Linked DNA regions of Mus musculus: regions 2, 3, 4 and 5 are each linked to region 1. A link is a contact called in public HiCAR-type and promoter capture Hi-C data. All regions are on one chromosome and are shown on one strand. The core of a region is the stretch at or near the end of the contact, and the rest is flanking DNA. Distances in the headings are between cores, read along the strand shown. Region 1 holds the start of Wipi1 (WD repeat domain, phosphoinositide interacting 1). Region 2 holds the start of Cacng4 (calcium channel, voltage-dependent, gamma subunit 4). Region 3 holds the start of Cacng5 (calcium channel, voltage-dependent, gamma subunit 5). Region 4 overlaps Prkca (protein kinase C, alpha). Region 5 overlaps Prkca (protein kinase C, alpha).

What was found. Promoter capture Hi-C pulls out the DNA fragments that hold promoters and counts their contacts. HiCAR-type assays count read pairs that join an accessible place to other places.
Region 2: a promoter capture Hi-C map of stem cell-derived epiblast-like cells shows a contact between it and region 1, with 5 times the contacts expected there. The contact joins the promoter of Cacng4 here to the promoter of Wipi1 in region 1. A contact is called at or near these places in 2 of 39 promoter capture datasets (cranial neural crest and stem cell-derived epiblast-like cells), 1 of 484 Hi-C or Micro-C datasets (embryonic stem cells) and 1 of 115 datasets of contacts at active chromatin or transcription factors (astrocytes).
Region 3: a contact with region 1 is called in a promoter capture Hi-C map of hippocampal neurons, with 3 times the contacts expected there. The contact joins the promoter of Cacng5 here to the promoter of Wipi1 in region 1. A contact is called at or near these places in 3 of 39 promoter capture datasets (hippocampal neurons, pre-B cells and stem cell-derived epiblast-like cells).
Region 4: a promoter capture Hi-C map of embryonic stem cells shows a contact between it and region 1, with 5 times the contacts expected there. The contact joins the enhancer-like site here to the promoter of Wipi1 in region 1. A contact is called at or near these places in 3 of 39 promoter capture datasets (embryonic stem cells, hippocampal neurons and liver), 2 of 115 datasets of contacts at active chromatin or transcription factors (astrocytes and embryonic stem cells) and 1 of 9 other capture datasets (embryonic stem cells).
Region 5: a HiCAR-type map of astrocytes shows a contact between it and region 1, with 8 times the contacts expected there. The contact joins the enhancer-like site here to the promoter of Wipi1 in region 1. A contact is called at or near these places in 2 of 484 Hi-C or Micro-C datasets (the G1E-ER4 cell line and the N1E-115 cell line) and 1 of 115 datasets of contacts at active chromatin or transcription factors (astrocytes).

Annotation. Positions count from the first base shown.
Region 1 is chr11:109,609,864-109,612,745 of GRCm38.p6, forward strand. It overlaps Wipi1 (WD repeat domain, phosphoinositide interacting 1), which reads right to left and starts at 1,526. Exons shown (of 13, transcript NM_145940.2): 1 at 1,370-1,526. The coding sequence starts at 1,449.
Region 2 is chr11:107,793,215-107,796,096 of GRCm38.p6, forward strand. It overlaps Cacng4 (calcium channel, voltage-dependent, gamma subunit 4), which reads right to left and starts at 1,492. Exons shown (of 4, transcript NM_019431.4): 1 at 1,031-1,492. The coding sequence starts at 1,250. Gm11650 (predicted gene 11650) reads left to right here and starts at 658. Exons shown (of 2, transcript NR_165828.1): 1 at 658-751; 2 at 1,724-2,639.
Region 3 is chr11:107,913,663-107,916,544 of GRCm38.p6, forward strand. It overlaps Cacng5 (calcium channel, voltage-dependent, gamma subunit 5), which reads right to left and starts at 1,393. Exons shown (of 6, transcript NM_001199301.1): 1 at 1,238-1,393.
Region 4 is chr11:107,980,920-107,983,801 of GRCm38.p6, forward strand. It overlaps Prkca (protein kinase C, alpha), which reads right to left. Exons shown (of 17, transcript NM_011101.3): 11 at 692-783. Among named protein-coding and RNA genes, the nearest start is that of Mir7223, 14 kb to the right of the region's middle. Within about 2 kb of position 1,437, at least 71 of the 459 cell types and tissues checked have an H3K27ac peak or open chromatin away from gene starts, as enhancers often do. A contact at or near this core is called in embryonic stem cells, where this site is marked.
Region 5 is chr11:108,019,626-108,022,507 of GRCm38.p6, forward strand. The region is part of intron 5 of Prkca (protein kinase C, alpha); the gene reads right to left. Among named protein-coding and RNA genes, the nearest start is that of Mir7223, 24 kb to the left of the region's middle. Within about 2 kb of position 1,351, at least 34 of the 459 cell types and tissues checked have an H3K27ac peak or open chromatin away from gene starts, as enhancers often do. A contact at or near this core is called in astrocytes, where this site is marked.

The DNA.
Region 1 (2,882 bases), core at 276-2,775:
TGAGCCAGGAGGATGAAACTTTGACATTCATCCTCCTCTACTAGGGAACTTGAGGCTGTCCGGATTACATGAGACAACGTTAAAACCAAGCAAGAACAAAATCCCAAGAAAATGCCACAAGGTACCCCACTTAATAGTTTGTGCATATTACATATCTATGGCTATGGGGAGATGTTGTAAGATGTACTTTTTTATTGTGGGTTGTGGTCAGAGGCAGCCTGAGAGTCACTCATGTAGCCAAGCTGTCGAATTACTGGATTATATGATTACACACACAGATTTTTCAAACAAAGACATATTGTTCAGAGCAGGGGTTTTTCAAACAGAAACACAAAGGGAATGAAAACCAGGGCTGCTTATGGCCTTAATTACACCAACGAATGAATGTTCAATATTAGCACAGTTCAGCTAGCAGCAGCCAAGGCACAAGCCTGAAGCTGAGCCCAAACCAGGAACAGAGCAGAAACTGGTACAGCCGGAAGTGGGACACTGGGAAGTGGTCATCCCTGCCCTGATGCTTCAGGGCTCCACATTCCAAAGAGATTAATCCATATGGTCCCCAGGCTGGCTTGCACAAAAACAGGGAAGAAAACAGTAGCTTGTGTCTTAAGATTCAATCCTGCAGATGCCTAGAACTCAGGCAAGCAATCCCTTGTTTATGGACCAAAGTCTAAACGTTGACCATCATAGTGAAACATTAAAAAGCCACTTAAAAGCAACAGGGTGGAGCGCCTGCTTCAGGGATGGGAAGCTGTCTGGGGCAGAGAAAGGGCTCCTGAGCTTCCAGGAGATTCCTGGGACTGGGTGGACAGCGAGTAAACACAGAAAGGCAAATAAAGAAAAGCTTCCTACGGCCAAAGAGACCAGCCAAGATGCCCAGTGCTGGGGCTGGTCGGGCCACAGGGATAGACTGACTGTTTGTCCGAGGCCCTGCCCAAATGCCACGTTGAGATACTCAAGGACAAATGGTAAAGTTTTTCTTCATCTTTCCGACTCTCTGCATCCTCCCTCTTGAGTCAAGTTGCACATTCCTCCCTTCCCTCACCTTTGTTTTGGTCCCTGATCTCCCTTTCGGTCACTAGGTGGCCCACACCAAGTCCCTCCCCCACATTCAAGGTCCCCCCTCCGCCCTCCTTGCTGACTTGTTTGGGTCACCCTAGCCGGCTCTTTCTGGCAGGCGCTGGCTGGCAGTCGTCTGGGTGGGCTCAAACCCCTACAGCCGAGCAACGCCGCGACACAGGCTGCCCTGCCGAGGTACCATCGGCGCGCAGGCCCCGGCTAGCCACCAGTTGCGTTACAGGACAACACCCTTTGGTGGCGACATTCTGTCCCCCACTTCCCTGGCCAGGGGGCTGGCGCCGTGGCTTACGTGCAGTCTTGGTTGAAAGAGAAGCAGCTGAGCGCCGCCTCCACTCGGCCCGGAGGGGCATCTGCGGCTTCGGCCTCCATCGGGGGCTCGACCCGAGAAGCCGCAGCTCTGAGCGGGGGACAGCCACCTCAGCAGCCCGCCCGCGCCGGCTCCGTGGGCCGGCTTGCCGCGTCGGTCCCGCCCCGGGCTCGCCTCCAGACAGACCCCGCCCACTCAGATACCACTTAGCTCCGCCCCTCCATCGTAAGACCCCGCCCTTACACGATTCCCATTTAGCTCCGCCCCACTCCAAACCCCCGCCCCTCCTTCAGAGAATCGGCTGGGTCCTAAAACAGCCAGGCCACGCCCCTGCCTCAAGTACCGCCCCTCTCGGCTCTAGCCCTGCCTGGGACCTTCAGGACCCGCCCTACACATTTCCCACTTAGCCTCGCCCTCTCCACTTCGGGCACCTAGCCCCACCCCCTCACAGCCCTAGCTCCGCCCTGAGCCAACCAGGCCCCGCCCCGAGCCTCCTTCTACCTAGCTTGGTAGCCCCGCCCCCTCTCCAGGCCGTCTCTGTCCCCACCCCGCCTCTTTATCACTGGGAACAGAACTGCTGACCGAACAGAGCCTTCCGCAGACAGCCAGGATTGGCCACCAACTCTTTTAGTCAATCAATAGGGCTAGTGGGCGGGACAGCTGTTGACGACCCGCCCCCTAGTCGGAGAAACCGTTTGCCATTGGCCGAAGGTGCGCGAGGCAAAGGCAGCAGGCCACGTGGTGGTGTTTTCATTGCCAGAGCGTCCAGAGGGTGAGGAGGAGGAGTGGAGCTTCAGGCTTCAAGCCTGCCTTAGCGTCGGAGACAACGCCAAGGAGGCGGGCGGACGCCTGCTTCCTTGCCCGCCCGCTAAGCTTACAGCAGTTGTAGTTGAAATCAGTAGACATCAAAGTCCAGCCGTTTTGGAGAGCCCTTAAGCTTCTCGGAAAAAGATCCCCAGCCGATTAAGAAGCCACATACAGCCCCACAGTTGAGAAAGAGCTCTTGCTAACCCCGACCCTTACATTAACAATATTACCTTGGTATGTTCCTACCCGATTTACTGAAAACCCGGTTAAAGCACTGGCTAGACTATATTATCTAAAACCAACAATACACAGCGGCATGTGAAAGGGTCTTCTTTCAGGACTTGTTATCATACAACTTTGCTCAGCAGTATTTGACCAGACATTCGATTTGTATAGAAAGGAGAGAAACTAGAATACTGTACAAGACAGTACAGCTTGAAGCTCATGTCGTTTGAGATGCATTCTGAAGCAAACTGGAGATTTGCTTCCCAAGCTTGTATACAATTGGTTGTGAGGTGCCTGGTGTGGGTTCTGGGGAACAGAATTCCGCTCATCAGTAAAAACACTGCTGAGCCATCTCTACAGCCTCTGAAATCTTCATCATCGCCATTATTATTACTATGATGATAATGGTGTCACAGTTCTGTAGATTGTGGCAATTCGGTTCATATCCAGCCACCTTGTTTAT
Region 2 (2,882 bases), core at 242-2,741, 1.8 Mb before region 1:
CCGTAGACACCTGTTAGTTCGAGTTTCCGTTGGGCATGAGGGCGCCAGGAGGGCTAAGAAGCCTAATGCATTTCCGGCGTCGGAGGTTTCTGCCTCGCGCTCCTAGAAGCTGTCCCCACAGTCCAAGGGACTCAATCCCTATCTCTAGATGCATTTCAACCGAAGCACACCTCTCAAGTCTCTGTATACTAGGGGGGTCACAGAGCCCCGCCCTGCCCTAACAGCGACCACGCCCCTCCCAGCCCACTCTTGGTCCGCTGTTGACTCTCCTCTCCCCAGTTTGGTTCCTACGGAGGTCTCTTGCCGACTTCGTGCTGAGGGGCAGTGACCCAGGGCTTGCTGCCTCAGTTACGGGAGACGCGGCGCGGTTCCCCTCTTGTACCCATCGCGCAGAGAGGAGTGAGTCTGTGGTGTCAGGGATCAAGAGAAGGCCGGCCGGCTGGAGCTACCTGGCTCCCCCAGAACCGCTTGGGGCCCAACCTGTACCCCGCCCTTACCCTCTCAGTTGGGGGCTTGGAGTGAGCGCCTAGCTGCCCCGGGGCTCCCCGCCCCCGGCCGGCCCCGCCCCAGGATGGCCAGTTCCCATAGCAATCGCACAGACACCGGTTGCCAAGCAACCCCTCCCCCTCCTCCCGCGTCCGCTTTCCCCCCAACCCTAGACTCCTCCCGCCCCCACGCCAGCCTCCACCTCCCCCAGGGGCGCCGGCGAGGCCCCTGGGGATCGCTCCGCTCTCGGGTTGCGCGCGCGTGCGTGAGTTTCTGTGTGTTTCATTGTGTCTGTGCGCGAGGGGGTGTGCGCGTGCGAGCCGAGAGTTTGTGGGATCGGTGTGTTGGGGAGGTCCCCAGCCTAGAGGGACCCGAGGCTGCTGCGCCCGTGTCCACTCGGGAACCCACCCTCCCAGCTTTAGGTTCTTTGTGTCTCGCGTGGAGCCAGCGCCGCGCCCACCCCTCCCCCGGCCCACTCCCCGGGGCAATGTGTGCGTGTGCATGTGTGCGTGTTATGTGTGTGCGTTGGGGGTAGGGGTCCTACCTTCGATGCAACACACCCGCCACAGTCCCGAATGGGTGAGGTCGCCGCGAGCGCGGCGGGGCGGGGGCCCGTCGTCCATGGTCAGGTTGGTGCCGTTGCAGATGTGCGCGCTGGAGTACAGCCAGTAGTCGGTGCCGATGGCGATGGCCATGAGCGAGAAGGCGGCGAAGGCTCCGGCCGTGGTCAGCAGCATCTGCAGCCCGCGGTCGCATCGCACCATGGTGGGCGCCTCATAGTCCGCCGCCCGCCGGCCCGGCCCGCCGCGCCCGCCCGCCCTCCTCCCTCGGCGCGCGGCTCCGGGGGCTCCAGGGGCTGGGGGGCCGAGGGCCGGGGGGCGGCGCCGCGCTGCGCGCTCCGACCCCGCGCCCCGGGCGTGCCTGCGCTCCGGCTGCGCGGGGCTCAAACTCCGAGGCGCGGCGGCGAGTGAGGGCTGCGCGGGCTACGCGGGCCGCCGGGCGGGCTGGCGGCGGCGGCAGCGGCGGCGGTGGCGGCCGGGGGCTCCTCCCTCTCGGCCCGCCCTCCCCTCCGCTCTTGGCCCGCGCCCTCCGCGCCTCCACCCACCGCCCGCCGCCCGGCGCGCTCTCTCGGCGCCGCCCCTCCGCCTCTGGCCCCGCGCTCGCTCTCCCACGGCCGGGATTTTCCCTCCCCTCTCTCCCCTCCCTGCGCTCACGCGCGCTCTCTTTTCTCTCCCAGGCTTCATTCACATTATCAGAGCGAAGGAAGCCGAGGGAAAGAAAGATTGGTTCCCTGGAAGGACCCCGGGGAAGCTGCGTCTCCAGTCACCTCTCTTTCCAACCCGGGACAGCCAGGATCTCCTTAGTCCCCAGGATTCTGTATCCCATTCTGTGGGATGGAGATTGCGTCCCCTTTCCTTCTTTCCCCACGGCCTTATGGCTGTACCTGGTTATGAAGGTCTAGGCAGGGATGTACTGTGAGACTCCTCGCGTTTCCAAAGGGCCCAGATGTGGGTCACAGACGGGAGACATTCTTTATGGGCCAAGCCAGATGAAGATCACCTCCATTTCAACCGAAGCAAGCCAAGGGGTTCTAGCAGGCACTGGGGAGCTCTGGACTTCTTCGAAGGGGGACTGAGGATGTGACACACTACAGTCACACTTCTGATAGTCCATTGCTGATAGAGGCAGGAACACCAGCAACTACATTGTAGCCTCCAGCTGTTTCTTCTCCCTGTCCTTCTCTGAACCTTTACTTTTTCTCCGGTTGGCTCTTCCTCAGCCTAACCGGCTCTTCCTCACCTCCCCTTAACCTTGTCAGACTCTGCCTCGGGGCCTCTGGCCTCTTCCCTTAATTGCTTTTGGTGCTGGCAGGGTCCCAAGCTGGATACACTCCGAGCTCCTTGGAGCCAGGCTCCTTCCTTGCCACCCAGTTCCCCTCCTCCCCTGCAGGAGGCCTGAAACCCACGGGGGGGGGGGGAACTCAGGCCATTTCTTACACCCTTGTCCCTGTTGCATCCTCGAGGGTTGTTCTGTGGGCTGCTGTTCTGACCCCCTGGGATTGAAAGAGACACATGGAAAGCTGCTGCCCTTGCAATTTTACCTCCCGGGCCACTTTCCCAGCTTTCCTCAGAGAAAATAAATGAATGACCCCAGCCTCAGAGCACTCACTGTTCTTCCTCTCTGGAGAGTGTGAGCTCCCCCCTCGTATATAGCCGTGTGTGGTAGCAATGTGCAAATGTTTGCCCTGGGAAAAATTATCTTTTGCTGGGAGAAGGGAATATAAACAAATAGAAAAAAAAAACCAGAATAATAAAATGTGAGGGCCAGGCTGACTAGCCCAATCAGCGTTGCTGGCCTTTTCCTCTGCCTTTGGGGGGTGTCTGTTCTGCTTTCCA
Region 3 (2,882 bases), core at 143-2,642, 1.7 Mb before region 1:
TGTGGCCACCATCCCCAAGTCTAGTGTCTGAGGAAGCCGAGACAGCCCTGGACATTTCTGCGAATGGATACTGTCATGTGTGACCTTACTCTGTTCTCACAACTGACAGCCCAGCTTTACAGAGCCTCCAAGGGGCTCTGTGAATTAGCCAATGCTACACTGTTAGAGGGTGAGCGAATGGGGTTAGAGTCCATGCTTTCTATCACAGACTAAGGCCAGCCTCTTCCAGCTGTATGTGAACAGTTCAGCTACCATGCCCCCAAGCCCTCTCCCAGGTCACAAAACCCTGATGCCTCCAACCTGAGAACGGTTGGAATTTCTGCCACCTGTGTGGCAAGACCAAGTAGAAAGCTATCCATTTCTCAGCATCCTGAGAGCCAGCCTTGAGATGAGACTTGCTCAGCAACCACGGGAGGTACCTGGTATGGTTTTTAAATCCCTGTTCAGCCCCAAGATTTCATTTCACTTTAAAACTGCTCATATGTTGCAGCTCCATCAATTACCATGATAGGATTCCAGTAAAGAGATCCAGTCATTAAATGGGGGCACTTTCGAGTGGCTAGGGGAAAATATAGGGTACTCCTGGGGGGAGGGTTGGTATCTCACACAAAGCATAAAGGGAATCCCCATGCCTTGTGGTGTCCCACCACGGACCTTTATCAGCTCTGGGGCTTTTAGCCAAGCCCCTTTCTCCCATTAGCCCTCCCAGGCATCCCCTCCTGTCGCCTAGGGCAGACAGGAGGAAAGCAAGATAGGCAGAGCGGATGTCCTAAGATGGGCAGGTAACTTGCAGATGGGTGAGACCACTGGGAAGTGAGTCCAATCACAGATCCTGACAGCCTAGGAGAGTTAGGCCCTCAGAGACCCCACAGCCCAGCTCAACAGGTGGCAGAGGCCTTTACTATCCCGCATCCGGGTCATTTCTTCCAGTTTTACTCAAGTCTGTGGTGGGAAAGTGTGGCTTTGGCTTTGGAGTGGGCAAATTGCTCGAAAGCATCGGCAAAGAGGGGGCGTCATGATCCCCAACCCCTGCACACACACACACACACACAGAGAGAGAGAGAGAGAGAGAGAGAGAGAGAGAGAGAGAGAGAGCGCCTGCACGCCCCACCCTGCCCCTGGCTACTCAGTTAAGGAGGCCAGCTCAACGCAGTAGCATTGACTCCACTAGAGATAATCGCTTCCTGGACCCCCGATAAGGCGTGTGTATATCCCTCCTGCTCATCTTTGCTCTTACCTCACGGTCACGACCCCAGACTCGCCTGGAAGGTCCCTTGTGGGCTGCGCGCGGTGAAAGGTGCCGCGCTGCTTGCCGGACGCCCGCCCCGTCCGGTCCGCCGGAGCTGCTCTGCGCCAGCTACCGTGCGGGTGGCCGCCGCTGGAACACTGGACTAGAAGAAGGCGGGGTCTGGGGCGGGGTCTGGGCGGGGCCTGACTTCCCAATGCAGTCAGTTGCGGGTGGGCTTTGGGACAGAAGGATGCTGCCTTCCACCCAGAGGAGAACCCTTGGGGTGGGGAAGCGTCCTCGTGGAGGCTGTAGGTGAAGACTTTGGGGGTTGTCGTAGGAGAAGGGAGGCTTTCCAAACGAGAGCACCTGCCTTGAGTCAGACTTATCGTCCTGTGGCGGCCGCTGCAGTCGGTGGTGGAGAGATTATTCCAGCCCCAGCCAGTTGTTTATTGAGTTCTGAGGGCCAGACACTAGTCAAAACACTTTTCAGGTCTCTGGTCATTTGACCTTCACAACCTTCCCATTTCATGGATGCCAAGGGGAAAGCTCAGACCCAAGGGTGTTCCTGAAGACACACCACAGAACCACATCTGTAGCTCATAGCTGCCTGGCTCTGGCATTAAGCATTTCTTCCTTCTCTAAATTGTTACCTGGCTTCCGTGGCACCGTCAAACTTAATTTCACAGGTTTATGAAGCCCCAGACAATTTGCAGCTGGAGCCATGGTATGGTGAAGGGCGGCTATCCAGCCAGACTGGCTGGGAAGACATATGGCTCACTCTTTCTGGCTGGAACATCAGTCCACCTTCATGTCTCTGAAATGGCAGCTGGTAACTTTGTCCACACATGTGTAAACTTTGCACACAGTAGCATTTGCTGCAAGCTGGAAGCATGCCCTGCAGGGATGTAGGCTTGGGCAGTCTGGCCGCGGGCGTCCTCCAGCAACTTGACTCTTCTGTCAAGTTCCTTCAGGCAATGAAGATGGTTCGTGTGAATGTGTGCTCATGTGTGTGTGAGTTCATGTGTGGTGTGTGTGTGTGTGACACACATGCCCAGTGTGCACACATGTGCGTGCATGCATGCAGTTGGGATCTTGGTACTGGAACTCTGATTAGACTCGGCTGGTCAGCAAGTCCCAGGGATTTTTCCTGTTCCTGCTCCCAGTGTCTGGACTGCAAATATTTGCTAGCATTTTACCAACTCAGCTGTTTCCTCTGCCCAGTGGTCAGTGTCAGACACGGAGATATCAGCAGTGAACACATTTACCCCCAGACTATAAGACATCACTTGTACGAAAGCCCTTTATGGCTAAGGTTGCTTGATCCAGACCGTGGGTGGATACTGCTGTATAGAAACTGCACCACATACTATTGGTTCTCCCTGTGGTATAAGGATGCATTTCTCTTCCTCCTCTGGGCCCAGGAGTCATCAGTGTGGCAATGATGAGTTGATTGACATTCTCCTTGATATTATGAGCTTAGGCAGAAGGCTTGGCACAGAGCAGGTGCGAGGGAGGTGTTTGTTGAATGAATGTCTAAAAGTTGGATAAATTTTTCAAGAGACTAAAGCTGCCAAGGAGATAGCTGCTAAACAAACTACACTACAGGTGTGGTGGATCCGTGCCACAAAATGACAAAGAAGATCTGAGTTTGAGG
Region 4 (2,882 bases), core at 187-2,686, 1.6 Mb before region 1:
CTTCCTTACTTTTCCTCTTGTCTCAGCCAGTAGGCTCTGTCAGAACTTCTGTGGGATCAAGCCCTTCTCTCTGCCATCCTCATAGGCTGCCCTCCCAGCAGGCTTTGCACTTCTTTGTCCAGCCTCCCCCACCACCTCATGTCACCTAAGCTGAAGGTCACCCCCTGGACTTGGCTCCATATCCTTTCCTTGGCAGGCACCTCTCATCTCTGGGTTGGGCATCCCCCAGTTTTGTGCTGCACCCACTCTCCGACTCTGGAGTGTTAGTGGTACCCTGTGTTGACCTGCACTGTTTCAGCAATGTGTCAGGACTGTTGGATGGCTTTTGCTAATGAGAGCATGGGCTGCCCAAGGGCCTCTCATCACTTTACACTCTTGCTGGATGAGCAGCAAGCAGGGAAGGCTTCCATCCATACGGGTGTTAGTAGGTGATGGGGAGGCAGGCGTCCGTATGTCCAGTCTGCTGAGACTAGAATCACTGGTCCTAAGACATACCTATTATGCACAGGTCCTGTTGGCTCAGCTGCTACTCTGGGAAGTTTCAGAGCTGAGACCCAAGTGAGCAGAGTTGCCCTTGGACATAGTATCTAGAAGGAGTTCTCAGTTGGGAGAATTAGGCTGTTTGAATTTCAAGACTCAAAATAAAAAAAAAAAAAAGAAAGAAAGAAAAATGTTAATAAAGATTACTCACACTGCTTGTGGCTCCTTAAATTTCCCGACTTGCTGAATGTGGTACATGAGGTCCCCGCCGTTGACGTATTCCATGACGAAGTACAGCCGGTCCTGGAGACCAAGGTTTACACGTGAGGAGGGTCCCTCCCCAGCAGAGCTTATCAGCTTTGCTTTCATATTAGCAAACACAGGGTGACCTTGACAGATCTGCTCTTCACTGAGTGGGGGATAATGTGCATCCGTACATCTGCAGGTGACGGACGCTGCTAACAGGTCAGCCTACTGGTAGTTATGCACCTCATTACAGTAAAGGCCTCAAACATTCTTTCCCTTCCCCCACACAGACTTCCCCGTACGGACAGTTCGTCTCTCAATCAGGGGTGATATGAAGACCCTATACGGGGCCTGTCATTCCATCTTAACCCCTGTTATCAATGGTGCGCATGCGTAAAAGATAGCCTGCGACTTCCAGGAGCTATGCTGGGCTAATGCAGTAAGGTGCGTAAATGGATGCTTCTGAAAACATATCTTTTGGGGTTATATTGAACTCATAAATTACGCACATGTAATGATATTTAGTGGGTGGAAGAGAGGGGTTCACCATAAAAGGAGATTTTAATCAATGTTCTTTTGCCTCCAGAATGTGCTCAAATATTGCCTTTTTCTAAATATTTTCTGTCACTGGTATGCTAAGAGCTGGCCCCACGGAGAGCATATATCATGGAGCCAAGTAAGTCTGCATAGTTATGAGGCCATTATGCTGGGACAGATGGGGACATTATGCCAGGCAGTTTAATGGGAGGACAACCAGCAGCACAACAGAGCATGGTAAGAGCTGACCTCTGCTAGAGTCTAGAAAGCAACCCCCCTTACACACCGGGGCTATTAAACATTCAAGTGTAGCTCCAGGAGGGAGAGATGACGGAGCTGGTGTCAACAGCCCCGAAGTGGCTATGGGAACCCCCGGCTCTGGATTCAATTCCTTCTTCGCAGTTTCTTCGCAGTTTTCCAGAGCTGCACGGGTGCCCGTGGGCTCACAGAACAGGGCTGAGATTGTGTTCTCCCTCCTAACCTTCCCACCAGTTCTCTCTGGAGCTCTGAGAGGGCTGGAGCCGACTGCATGACCAGTGCAAGGCTGACACACAGCGGCCGCTGCCAACATTGCATGCTTGGCGCACGCCGAGTCCACAAAAATCCCCCATTTTGAGACTCCAAGCTTCTCAAGGCATCTTGTTCCCCAAGATTTTAAAAGGAGAGGCCTAAGCACGGATCATTTTTCCATCACAGGGAAGTTTTACATGAGACGGTGACTGTAACACTAGCTGTCAGGGGAGTGAGATCTGACAGCGGCTGCTTGGAGAGTGGGGCTTGGAGGTGGGGAACCCCTCAGCTCATCGCTGCATCTTAGAATGCATGTCAGTGTGGGGAGACCAGGAAGCCCCACAGCTGGTGTCTTTGTAGTTTGAACATTTCTTTTACATTTTACTTTGCGCCTAAGGTCAGCAGAACTTTTTCCTGTAAACGGTCAGATTGTAGGGGCAAGGTTTGTGTGTTTCTTACAACTCCTCACAGCCTTCACAGTCGGGAAGCTGCTGTGGGTGACAGGAAAGTGGAGGGGTGTAGCTTTGTCCTTAGAATGTTAAATTTTGAATTTCATATGCGAGGAAATATTATAATCTGGGCTTATTTCTTGTGACCTTTCTCACAGCTCTCGGGCTGCTGGACAGGTCACAGCTTGCTCCTCCTGCTGTGTCATTATACAGAGACAGCTCCTCAGAAAACAAAGTGTCCTGGCACACCAATGCTGGGCGTGGCAGCAGCAGGATGGGGGAGGGGGTTGTCTGTAAAAGGCAGGGCTGGCTAGCTATGGTGGCACACACCTTTAATCACAGCATGTGGGAGGCAGAGGCTGGCAGATCTCTGAGTTCAAGGCCAGCCTGGTTTGCTTAAAAAGAGAAGGCAGGGCTGTGAATCCACAACTGCTTTGCGAAAGTCTTAGCCCAGGGCCTACAGGAAGAAGACCTCTCACGTACAGCCACTTGGAGGACCTTAATGGACACCCAGATCCTCCCACGTGCAGGCCCCTTATTTAAAGTGGTTTGGTATTTGTATTTATTCCATGCCCACGTGCCCACCAACACCAATCATCTCTAGACTATTTATTTCTAACATAATGTAACCACTGCTGTAATGAAAGCTGAACAGTGTGA
Region 5 (2,882 bases), core at 101-2,600, 1.6 Mb before region 1:
CTTTTTCCTTAAGTGGCTTTTGTCAGAATATGTTATCATACTACCAGGGAAAGAAATTAAGACAGTGCCCCAGACAAATGAATGGAGCAACAGCCTCAGTCACAGGCCAATGATGTTGCCCAGGTCCTGATAGAGGCAAGGACTCGGGCAAACTGGTAGTGGTGACATCACTAGGCTTTCTCTGATATAAGTATGGTGCTCCTCCAGATATGAGTCCTTATGGGGGTTTAATGAACATTGAGGAATGCTTAGGGATCGATCAGCTACAAGCTGCTTGAGTGGCCGCCATGGATGTGTTTGGCTTCCCATGGACCTGTGACTGAGACCCTGTGCTGGGGTTAAACATTTGCCTGCCACCATTAGCTTTTTGGCTTCAGACACGCTTTCCAATATGGCAGACAATTTATTTGTAGAGTAGAGACAGCTTTGCTGCCGATCACACAGGGTGACTATGAGAACTAAAGGCTTGGATACATGTAAAATGTACAAAGAACACCTGGACAAGTGACAGTGGTACACAGCTTCACACTGCTGCTGTTACTACCAGGAGTGCTGATGGTAAGTCAGCGTTTGCGTCTGAATCACAGTCACCAAGGCTACTGCTGCCACCAGCACCACCCAACCCAGCCCAGCCCAGGAAGCCAGGAGTGAAAGGATGAAGGCCCCAAGACTGGTTCCTCCAGAATCCATATGACGAATGGTGAGACATGCTTACAACTCAGTGCAACGGATGGAGAGACAGGAGGATACGTACGTCTTGCCAGTCCAGCCTACACAGTCTCAGACCAACAAGAGGGTTTATCTCAAATAGGATGCAACCGCTGGAATGACACCCAAAGTTACCTCCAGACTCTGCATATACATGTACACACAGGTACACACATGCATAGGTATGTATATCCCTCCCTACCTAAGTATAATAAAGAGACAGACATACAGGCCTGGAATTTCCAGACCACAGGGTAAAGCTGGAATACTCAGCTCCCAAGTGTTCCAAAATAATGTGAGATTAAAAAAAAAATCAATGCAATTCTTAATCCAGCAGAAAATGTTGCAGATGGCCTCTTAGTTCAGAGACTGTGTAGTATGAATTATGAAGTACAAATGATGAAACCAACACTCATGAATACATAGCTAATATGGAGGCTAGATACAGGCCAACACCACAGAATGTACCCAGCATGCCCCACCTATTCCATCTCCTGGTATCCCTGTGGATTTCAAACTCTCTCCCCGGTTGCCAGGAGGCGCCATGGCTGGGAACAGGTCAGAAGAGGAGCACACAGAGGCTCCGGCAGATCCATCCACACACACACACACCAGAGGCTTTGTGGAGCACACAGCTGCATCTTCTTGCCTGCAGCCTGGATGTGTCAGCACTGACCTGCAGTAACCCTGCCCATTCAGGGTTCAGAGCTACAGAGGGACATTGTTTGACTATGCCCAAAAATCAACTGCCTCCAAGTTCAATGACAAGTCAGCCCTTTAAATGATCTGTTTTGCTTTGGAAAATAATTCTCTATTTTTGCTGCTTTTTCCCTTCTGAGAGCACCCTTGTTCGTGGCTTCTGCTTACAAGCCAACAGAAAGGACAAAGGCTCAAGCCATGGGCTCACTGTAAAAGCCAGGATTGTTCTCTTTGAGCTGACCTGGCGGTGGCCTCCCACATCCATCTCTGCCCAACAGTTGAAAACAAGAGTAAACGAATTTTATAACCCACTCGTCACTATGTGTAAGCAAAAGTCATGTTCTCTGACACAGCAGAAAAACAACAGCAAGGTTTTTTTGCTTGAGGTGACCAATGGCAAAAGATAGAAATTCAAGATTGCAGAGGGTGGGAGTGGGCAGATGAACACAGAAAATGGTGAGGTCTAGTATCCAAGGCCCACAGAGCCTGGGGTCATGTGACAACAGGTGAGAAGATGGAGGTAACTGCCAAGTCCATGCACCATGTCTTTGTAACAAAGGAGACACTGAGGAAATTAGCCATTCCAATGACGACCAGACTATTCTTTGTAGTTGTGGACCTACAAATTGATATCTTGTGAAAGTATGATCAAATTTGAATATAAATTTAATACCAGAGAAACTAGATGGGATTTCAGAGCTTATGCAGAGCTGTGTGTAAGAAGAGGAGGAAGAGGGGGATGGGAGAAAGGGAATCAGGAAAGAGAAGAGTGAGGAGAGAGAGAGAGAGAGCACTTCTCCACCGAGCATGTTCAATGAGCCATGTGGTTCTGAGATCGAGGGTGAATGAAGGTCCTTGGTTCTCTGGTGTCCAAGAAGATAATAAATATCATGGTGGTAATGGTGGGTAGCAACATTTTGGGAGAGGTCACTAAGTGATTGCCATTGTTTTGAGTTCATTACAATAGCCAGGAGCTGTGCTAGTGGGACCCAAGGGTGGGCAAGAGGCTGAATAACAAGCCCACTACATAAAGATTATGAGTGGCCAAGCCAGGACAAGCCTGTAATCTTATAGATCCCACCCAAGCATCACTTGTCTCAGAGTAGACATAGTCCCAGAGAAGAGGTGGTGAAATTGGCCCCAGCTAAGGTGAGGTGAGGGGTAAGAGATGAGACCAAATACCCTTCGTTTGGGAGGTGGGTGACAGTGGTCAGAGCACAGAGGGCCAAGTGAACACACAACAGGACCAGGGTCAATCCAGGGCTGTACCTGGATGGAGGGGAAAGGGTATAGACCGCATGTTTGCCTGATGCCTTGAAGTTGGCAAAGGGGACTCTAGTACCTGACTTAGAGTTGTGACCCTAGTGGCTTCTGGGGTTCAATTGCCAAACTGATAGGGTGTTCAGGATACAAGTGGTCTCTATAGTGTCTGCCTCAGAACTAACAGCTCAGGGTTTGAATTAAGAAAGACCCTG